Linked DNA regions of Sus scrofa: all the other regions are linked to region 2. A link is a contact called in public Hi-C data. All regions are on one chromosome and are shown on one strand. Each heading gives the region's core, a stretch centred on a gene start, on an enhancer-like site or on the middle of the called end of the contact. The rest is flanking DNA. Distances are from core to core; before and after follow the strand shown. Region 1 holds the start of IRX1 (iroquois-class homeodomain protein IRX-1). Region 2 holds the start of IRX2 (iroquois-class homeodomain protein IRX-2). Region 3 holds the start of IRX4 (iroquois-class homeodomain protein IRX-4).

What was found. Hi-C and Micro-C count contacts between places; a contact is called where the count stands out from the background.
Region 1: a Hi-C map of embryonic fibroblasts shows a contact between it and region 2, with 2.8 times the contacts expected there. The contact joins the promoter of IRX1 here to the promoter of IRX2 in region 2. A contact is called at or near these places in 10 of 47 Hi-C or Micro-C datasets (adipose tissue, alveolar macrophages, brain and 6 more).
Region 3: a contact with region 2 is called in a Hi-C map of epiblast stem cells, with 2.9 times the contacts expected there. The contact joins the promoter of IRX4 here to the promoter of IRX2 in region 2. A contact is called at or near these places in 3 of 47 Hi-C or Micro-C datasets (brain, embryonic fibroblasts and epiblast stem cells).

Annotation. Positions count from the first base shown.
Region 1 is chr16:77,699,740-77,702,556 of Sscrofa11.1, reverse strand. IRX1 (iroquois-class homeodomain protein IRX-1) reads left to right here and starts at 1,468. Exons shown (of 5, transcript XM_021076840.1): 1 at 1,468-1,795. The coding sequence starts at 1,520.
Region 2 is chr16:78,304,565-78,307,264 of Sscrofa11.1, reverse strand. IRX2 (iroquois-class homeodomain protein IRX-2) reads right to left here and starts at 1,396. Exons shown (of 5, transcript XM_021076829.1): 1 at 1,043-1,396. The coding sequence starts at 1,291. C16H5orf38 (protein CEI) reads left to right here and starts at 1,519. Exons shown (of 5, transcript XM_013984941.2): 1 at 1,519-2,320; 2 at 2,500-2,617. The coding sequence starts at 2,023.
Region 3 is chr16:78,938,702-78,941,401 of Sscrofa11.1, reverse strand. It overlaps IRX4 (iroquois-class homeodomain protein IRX-4), which reads right to left and starts at 1,369. Exons shown (of 5, transcript XM_003134165.4): 1 at 988-1,369; 2 at 252-503. The coding sequence starts at 1,032.

The DNA of each region.
Region 1 (2,817 bases), core at 219-2,718, 600 kb after region 2:
AATGGGCCCAAACCAAGGCCGACACCCACGTCCGTGGATGACATTTTTGTAGGTTTCTGCGAGCCCGGAGCACAGCACCAGGGAGTACCTGCTTGCCTCTGGTTGCCGCTTAGGAGCTGGGGCGCGCAAAGTGACCTCAGGGAGCCGAGGCAGGTACCGCGGGCGCGTTCCTCGCCGGTCTCCAGGACCAAGCCAGCGAGCGCAGCTCAGAAGCAACCCGGCCGAGCGGTCCAGGGCTTGGGGAGGCGAGGAGGACCGTGCCCTCGGCGTCTGCGCCCCAGCCCCGCCAGACCTCGGGCGACCGGAGCCTCCCAGAGCCCGCGCATCGCGGCCGGGCCGTTGGCTCTTCCCGCACAGGATAGGAGCGGAGAGGGAGCGAGAAGAGGGATGCCCTGTCCCCGGCCTGGTCGCGGCGCGGCTGGGAACTGGCGCACTCCACCCAAGTTTACTTCCTGTGTTTGCACACCTAGTGGACAAGCGAGGGGTGTCCCGGACACGCAGCCTTCTCCCATCTCCGGGTGGGGGCGGGTTATTTCCCTCCCGCCGCAACGATGCTTTCTCCGCAAAGAAAAGATCCCCTCACGCCCAAGAACCGGCCATCAGCTTTCCCCGGGCAAGGGGCTTCCCAGCTGGGCTTGCCCTTTCTTAAAGTTTTCAGCTGGAAAAGCTCGCAGTGCTCCTTCTCCAAGTGCAGCGAGGACCGTCACTGCCGGGTGGCCTGTGAGGTCCTAGCGGGGGTCCCAGGGACGCCATGCCCGCGTCAGGTGTCCCGCCACGCCGGCTTCGTGGCACTTCTGCCAGAGACGTCCCCGGAAGGCCAAGGCAGCACCGATCTCAGAGGAGAGGCCGCTCGCTCCCCGCCGGCTGTCACCGCGCTCGGGCCAGCCCCTTCCCCGCCGTCCCCAGCGCAGAAGAGCCGGCGCCGAGGTGTTTTTGTGAGAGCGCAGGCACACCTCCGCTGCGAAACAGCAAACCCCGGTGTCCGACAGCTATAAGCCGGCGTCGACGGGCTGTCAGACAGCCGTGGGGACCGATCGGGACGGAGCCCGCGGCCGCCGGGCCCGCACTCTAAGCCCGGCCGCTCGAGCGGCCACCGCGGGCGGAGATGGCCCGGCCGGCGCGGGGCACCACGTGCTCGCCGGGAGGGGCGGGAGCGGCCGGCGAGGGCGGGCGGGAGGCGAGGAGGGGGCGGAGGGGAGCCGGGGGCGGGGCCAGCGCTCAAGGGGATGCCAATCAAAGCATCAACTTCAAATTGTGTCTGAAAGCCCCGCCGCCGAGCGGAGGGCGGCCGCCGCAGTCGGCGCGCGATCGCGGATCCGGGCGCAGCCGGGAGCCGGGCGCCAGCGAGCACCGGGCCGAGAAGCAGCCACCGGCCCCCGCCTCCGGGCCGGCCCGAGCGCGCCCGGCCGGCCGGCCGGCCGCCCCCTCCCCCCCGCCGCGCCCCCCCCCCCCCCGCCTCGGCCTCCCCCCACCCCCGCCCCTTTAAGAGTCGCCCGCCGCCGCCGCCGAGTCCGCGGACATGTCCTTCCCGCAGCTGGGCTACCCGCAGTACCTGAGCGCCGCGGGGCCCGGCGCCTACGGCGGCGAGCGCCCGGGGGTGCTGGCCGCGGCGGCCGCCGCCGCTGCCGCCGCCTCGTCGGGCCGGCCCGGGGCGGCGGAGCTGGGCGCGGGCGCGGGCGCGGCCGCCGTCACCTCGGTGCTGGGCATGTACGCGGCGGCCGGACCGTACGCGGGCGCGCCCAACTACAGCGCCTTCCTGCCCTACGCCGCCGACCTCAGCCTCTTCTCGCAGATGGTGAGTGCGCCCGGCCTGCTCGGCGGCGCCCGGGGCCGCGGTAGCCGGGGCGGCGCGGCGCGCGGAGGGGCCGGCGGGCGGGCGGGCGGGCGGAGCTGGCCCGGGCGGGGAGCCGCAGCGGCCCTGCCGGCGGGTCCGAGGCGGCGGGGGCCGCAGGAGCGGGGCGAGGCCGGCCGGGAACGGCCCCGCGATCGGCCGGGGCCGCGGGGAGGTGAGAGGCCTGGGCCACGCAGCGGGGGCGGCGCGCGGGGGGGGGGTCCTCCGAGAGAGGCCGGAGGCCACGGGAGCAGGCCCGGGGTGTGCGGCCCGCGCTGGGGGCCGGGGCCAAAGTCGCCCCTGGCTGGCAGCTCGGTGGCGGCGGCGGGGTCCGCGGCCCGGGTTCCAGCGCGGCGGCTCGGCCCGGTTTACCCGGACGCCCCTTCCCGGGCCGCGGGCCCACGCAGGAGCGCGCGACCTTTGGGGCTCTGGGACTGGGCCGGGGAGACTCGATTTTCTCCCTCTTTGGCAGAGGCTCTTGCAGTTGTATCCGAGTTTGCCAGAGGGAACCCTGTAGAGCCTCGCAGAGTCGGTCAAAATAAGCCGAACAATGGAGACGGGATGGGGCCGAGGGCTCTTAATGGCCTGAGTGCAAATGTGAAATTAAGCAAACAAACAAAAAAATAAGTGGAAATCATTTTTGGCGTCTGAAAGGATGTTGCCTTTGAGTTTGCTAAGTTGCCAAAGTTTTCATTTGCACCGAGAGAAAAGTACTTTTCTTCCTGCGTTACATAATGGAGGATTAGAGAGAACAGCGCCCTGGGCTTTAAAGAAATGCCGTCCTCTTAGCCTCCTGTCCCGGTGGGTGTCAGATGGGAGTGGGGTTTGCAGATTTAATGCTCCGCGGGGCCGCTGGCCAGTCTGTCGTTCCAGAGGATCCATTTTCCTAGGTCTGACTGCGAAGTCCGGCTTCAACTTTGGGCTGCTGGGAACCGCGCGCCGGTCGAGGAGGTCGGGCAGGCAGCCCCCTCCTGCCCTGCTGCCAG
Region 2 (2,700 bases), core at 147-2,646:
GAATACAGACGCACGCACAGGCCCACAGGTAGCTTCTTGATATCTAAATTTCTCCAGCCCTTCCAAGTGCTGCAGCCTCCCCCGGCCCCCCTTCCCCGCCCTTCTACGGTTAAAAAACCACCCCGGAGCCCCCGCTCCGCTATTCACCGCTCTAAAGCTCGGCAAATCCAATTTGCAACTCAGAAGCCAGTCACCGTTTCGAATTCTTCAAATACGCGGTAATTAGCATTTTAATTCAGCCTGTAACGTTTAAATTCCAGACTTTTACAGCCTTTGCCCGGGCCCCCGCTACTCCGTCGCTGCCCTGGAATTCAGCCGAGGGCGGGAGGTGGCCACAACCCCCCCGAAACGGCCTCCAAGGTGTAAAACGCGCTTTGCCACCACCCGGGCCGGGCCCAGCCGCAGAAGCCAAAGAGCGCGGGCCCACCCCGGGTCGGGGATGTGGGACCTGCTCTCGGTGCGCGGGGCACCGAGGCGGCACTTGCGGGCCATATGGCCTCCGACACGTTTTTCGAAAGCGCGGCCTGTGGGACAGATTAAGTCTGAGACCTGGCCCGACCAGGCCGGGCCCCGGGGCCGCCGCCCGATGCTCCCCTCCCTTCCCCAGCCTGGCGACCCCGAGCCCCGCAAGCGAATGCTAAACGCCCTGCCATCGCCCCGGAAGCCCCAGTGGCCCCGACCCTCGCGCGCTTCTCCCAGAGAACCCAGCCCCGGCCGCTGTGGACGCCTCGCCCGGCTTCGGCGCGAGAAAGGACAACCTAGCGCAGATCCCATCCCGACCCCAGCGGAGCCGCACTTCACAGGCTCCGGAGGAAAACGACCCCGGGAGCCCAGGGGAAGCAGCGCGGCGCGCTCGAGATCGTCTCCGGCCAGCCGCCCTGCCCCTCGCCCCGGCCTCTCGTCCCGCCAGCGGCGCGGCGGCTCCAGAGCCACCGCCCACGGCTCGTTCCCCGCGGCCCCGCTCGCCTCTGCCCGGCCCCGCTCCGCCCGCGCCACGATCGGGATCTTCCGCCTCCCAGCCCGCTCTCCCGCGCGCGGTTACCATGTAGGACGGGAAGCCGGCGGCGGCGGCGGCGGCGTCGGCCGAGTACTGCAGCGGGCTCCCGAAGCCCGTGGCCGCCTGCGCGGTGAAGGCCGCGGAGCCCGGGTAAGGGCTGAACGCCGAGCCCGACGCCGAGCGCGCCAGCTCCTCGCTGCGCGGCGCCGCCAGTGCCGAAGCGCCGTACGCCGGGCACGAGTAGAGCGCCAGCGAGCCGGGCGCCTGGTACAGGTAGCCCTGCGGGTAGGACATGGTGGGCGCGGGGCGCGGGGCCCGCGTCACGCCGAGCAGCGGGCAGGGCGCGCGGCGCCCTCCATCCACGCCCGGCCGGGGCGCGGCGCGGCGGCGGGCGCGGGGACCGCGGGCCGAGACTGGCCGGCCCGCGCACTAGCCCGGGCGGCCCGCGGGCCGGGGGAGCGGCGGGGCTGCGGCGGCGGCGGCGGCGGCGGCAGCGCGGAGCCGGTGGGCGCAGCCGCGCGCCAGGCCGGCGGTCGGGGTTTGGGGGAGTCTGGAGTCGGGAGTGAGGAGTTGAGGAAGGAGCGCTCGAGTTTCCGAGGGACATTGGAACGCGGAGCTGTCCGTCACGCGCTCATCTGCATATTCGGGTGCCCGCCCCCTCCCCTGCTCCGCCCGCTCCGCCCGCACCCGCCGCCCGGTCGCGGCCGGAGGAGGGGCGGGCGGGGAGCAGGAGGCGGGAGGCAGGGAGGGAGGGAGCGGGAGGCGGGAGCGACGCACAGGCTTTTGTGGCGCAGTCGCCTCTCGCGCAGCCCTAGCCCGCGGCCCGCGGCCCCGCAGCCCGGCCTGGCCGAGCGGTGCGCACCCCTCCCACTCGCGCGGACTCCCGGCCCCCGCCCCCGCCCCCCCGCCCCCACCTTCCGCGGCCAGCCCCCCGGCCCCCGTCGCGCGGGCCCTCTGCCCCTGATCCGCCCCAGTTCGGCCCGCAAGGACCAGGCAGAGGCCATCCGCTTCCACTTGGGGGACGAATGGCCCGTGCCCCCCTCTTCGCCGCGAGGAGGTCGGCCCAGGTGACTGCGCACGGGACACCAGTGTCCGGGCCGGGAGCCACGGCGAAGTGGAAGCGGTGTGGCACCGAGGCCCGTGTCCTCCTGGGGGGGGCGTGCGCGGCTCTCGCTTCCACCTTCCTCGGTCCGTCCAGCCCGCAGCACGGCGCAAGGCTCCCTGCGTGGCCGCGCGTTTGGTCGCCTGCCCCGCCGCCCGACATGTCCCCGCGGGACCCGGATCCGGGGTGCTTTCCTGGCGAACTGCCAGGAGGGCCCGGAGGTGAGCTTTTTGCCCCAAAGTCCTTGTGGAAACCCCGTCCGAGTGTTAGGGCTCTGCGCTCTAGAAAGTGTTCCAGCGTTCGCCTCCGTGCTTCAGCCGGCAAGACGCCGCCCCCAAAGGGTTTTTTGTTTTATTATGTTTTAATAAGTTGTCTCCTCTCTCGGATTTGTGTTGTAAAGCACTCGGGCGAATGATTGTCACCGGACAGACCGCTGAAACCTCGCCGTCACTCGGAAGGGACGAGAAAGCGACAGGCTGGTGGGACGGCCGGCGCAGTTGGCAGCACAGGTGGCTCAGGTAACATGCGACCTGGAGGTGCCTAGCAGGGCCAGGGGGCAAGATGCTTAGCAGAGGGCCCTGGAAAACACCCTGGCCCCATA
Region 3 (2,700 bases), core at 120-2,619, 630 kb before region 2:
ACCAGAACTTAGCAGAGAGCAGAAAACAAATCCCTCCTACCAGGACACCCAACCCTGGCCCTGGTGGAGTCTGAAGGACCAGGCTCAGAGGTGCTGAGTCCGAGGGAGCCAAGGCCTGCTTCTCCAGTCCCCAAAGCCCGGGATCCGGGACTCGCCCCTTGCCTCCAGAGTTCGGGGAAAGCGAGTTTGGCGCACCGAGGTTGGGGGCCTGGCGTGGCAGGGAGGCGTTTGTGATCCGCTCCCTCCCTTACCAGCGAGTAGAAGGCAGACGCCTCGGATCCGTAGGTCACGTAGTTGCTGTAGCCCTGCGAGCTGCCATAGGGGCTCCCGTAGACGCCCAGCGCCGCGGCTGAGTTGAGCTCGTGGCGCGCGGTGGCCAGCAGCCGGCTCTCGTAGACCGGGCAGTAGACGGGCGCCTGGGCCGAGGCAGCCGTCCCCGAGTCGGCCAGCGTGCGGGCCCCCGATTCGCAGCACGTGCTCAGGGAGTTGGTGGTCATCAAGAACTGCGGGAGAGAGAGGAGCCGCGAGGAAGGGCGGGAGCCGGGCCTCCGTCCGCCCGCGCGCCGCCGGGAGCGGGAGCGCGCACCCCAGGCCCCCGGAGCTACCGCCATCCACGGCGGGCCGCGCATTCCTTTCCGCGGCGAGCTTTTGCGCCTGGCCTCCCCTGGCCACGTGGGGCCCAGCCCGTCCTGGTCCGGAGTGGTCACACCCTCCCGGGAGGTTTCCAAGGCCGCGCAGGGAGCGCGTCCTCCTGTGCCACATCTCCCTTGGTCCCGCGGGGGCTCCCCGGGGCGTAGCCTCAGACAGAGCCCGTAGGGGGTGGAGGACAAACATAACGGGAAAGGTTGGCCCTGCCCGTCGGATTGCCTCAGCGCCTCTGCCCTCCCCGGGGTGGGGCGCGAGGGGTGCGTGGCACGGGGCCTGGGCGCTGGGAAGCGACTGCGGGCTGCTGGACGGCTTTCCAGCGGCCCCGCGGGGCCCTCTTACCTGGGGTGCGGAGGAGTAGGGGTACCCAAACTGCGGGTAGGACATGGCGGGCGCGGCCCGGGGCCGGCAGGCAGGGCCGGCGGGGTCCTGCGCGAGGGGCCCGGCGGGCCGCGGCCACTGCTCCGGGGCCACCGGCTTCTAGGCGCTGGGAGGGCGAAGCAGAAGAGCAGGTTATTTCGGCCGCCTGCTCCGCGAACTTTTCTAACTGAGTAGGAAAGTGAGGCTCGGCTTTAGCTTCGCGCGCCGGAGCTTGGAGGGGGCTCTGGGACCGCCCGGCCTCGAAGCAGGGACACAAATACATATTTTGCCAAAAAGAAAAGAAAAAGGAGACGCGCGAATCCGTCAAGTCAGCGGTGCGCGGCTTTAAGCGGCGGAGGCTCTGACGTCAGCCCCACGCCGCGCAGCCGGCCGGGCCGCAGACGCGTGGGTCACTCGGCCGCGGCCGCGGCCGGGCGGGGCGGGGACAGGCGGGCCGCGCCGCCCGGGGCGGAGGGCGCGCGGCTGGAACAAATGGATTTCATCCGGGGAGTCAATACCGCCCCGACGAACGGTGCTTCTCCTTCGTCACCGAGGACGGGAGGCACTTTTAATTAGAAATTAATTAATGAGCAGCTGCTCCTTCCCGCCCCACTGTAATCATTAGTCTCAATTACAAATGAGACGTATGAGGGGGACACGAGTGAGTCTTCGCTGCAGATGTGATCAACAGTTCAAATGAGCCCCGCGCGGGCGCCCGGGCCAGGCTTCCGCTCTCCGCGCGCCCCGCCAGCGGGAAGGCAGGCAGCTCCGCCGGCCGGCGCGGCGGCCGAAGGCGGCGCGGGCCCGGCTATTGTTTAACCGGAGCCGCAAGGCCTCCAGCCAGTTCGAGCCCTCCGCCGGCCATGGAGCGGCCGCCAGCGCGTCCGCATGTGGGGGTCAGAGCGCCCTGAGAGTGGGGGCCTGGGCCTTCCCCTGGGCCCAGCGCCCCAGGGCTCAGGGGAACCGCAGGCCTGGCCTCTCTCGGCCGCCGCGTCTGCGAGTTCCAGCCCGGCGCCCCGGCCCTCGCTGGGCTCCCCCATCCGCCTCCGCGGGCCGCCCTCCCTCGGCTCCCCCTGCCCCTCGCGGCTAAAGCGGGGACTGCCGGACAGGCCAGCGCGCTGGGACCGGCGGGCTTCCCGACTCCGCTCGGGGCCCCTCCCGCCGCGCGCCTCCTCCCGGCGACCTTCAGGGCTGGGAACCCGCGGAGGAGGCGCTGGGCCGGGACGCCCTTCCCAGCCCAGGGCGCGGGGAGCGGTCTGGGGAGCGGTCGAGGGCCCGCCCCAGCCCTCCGCAGCCAGTCCCGGCCCTGGGACCGTGCCCGAGGGCACAGCGGAGGCTGGCGCGCAGGCGGTAGGGCGGCGCCGGGGCCACCCCGAGCCCGCTCCCCGCCTTTTGCGCCGCCCGCCCTGCGGGGGCCCGGGCTCGCCCCGGCTGCTCTGGCCCGGCCGGGCCTCCCGCTCGCTCGGCGGCGGGGAGGGAGCCGTGCACGGCGGCGCTGTGCAGACTTGCTGGGAGAGAATCCTGGGTTCAGACCTGCGAATCGCCCCGGGGTCACCCTCTAATTAATGGTGACGTTCTCGCCCTCTCCCAGCTGCAAAGCTGCCTCCCAGAAACGAAATCTGCCGGCTCTGACAGCTCGGTTGAAGGTGATTGATGACTATCTGGAGACCACGGTACCATCATATAATATCTGCT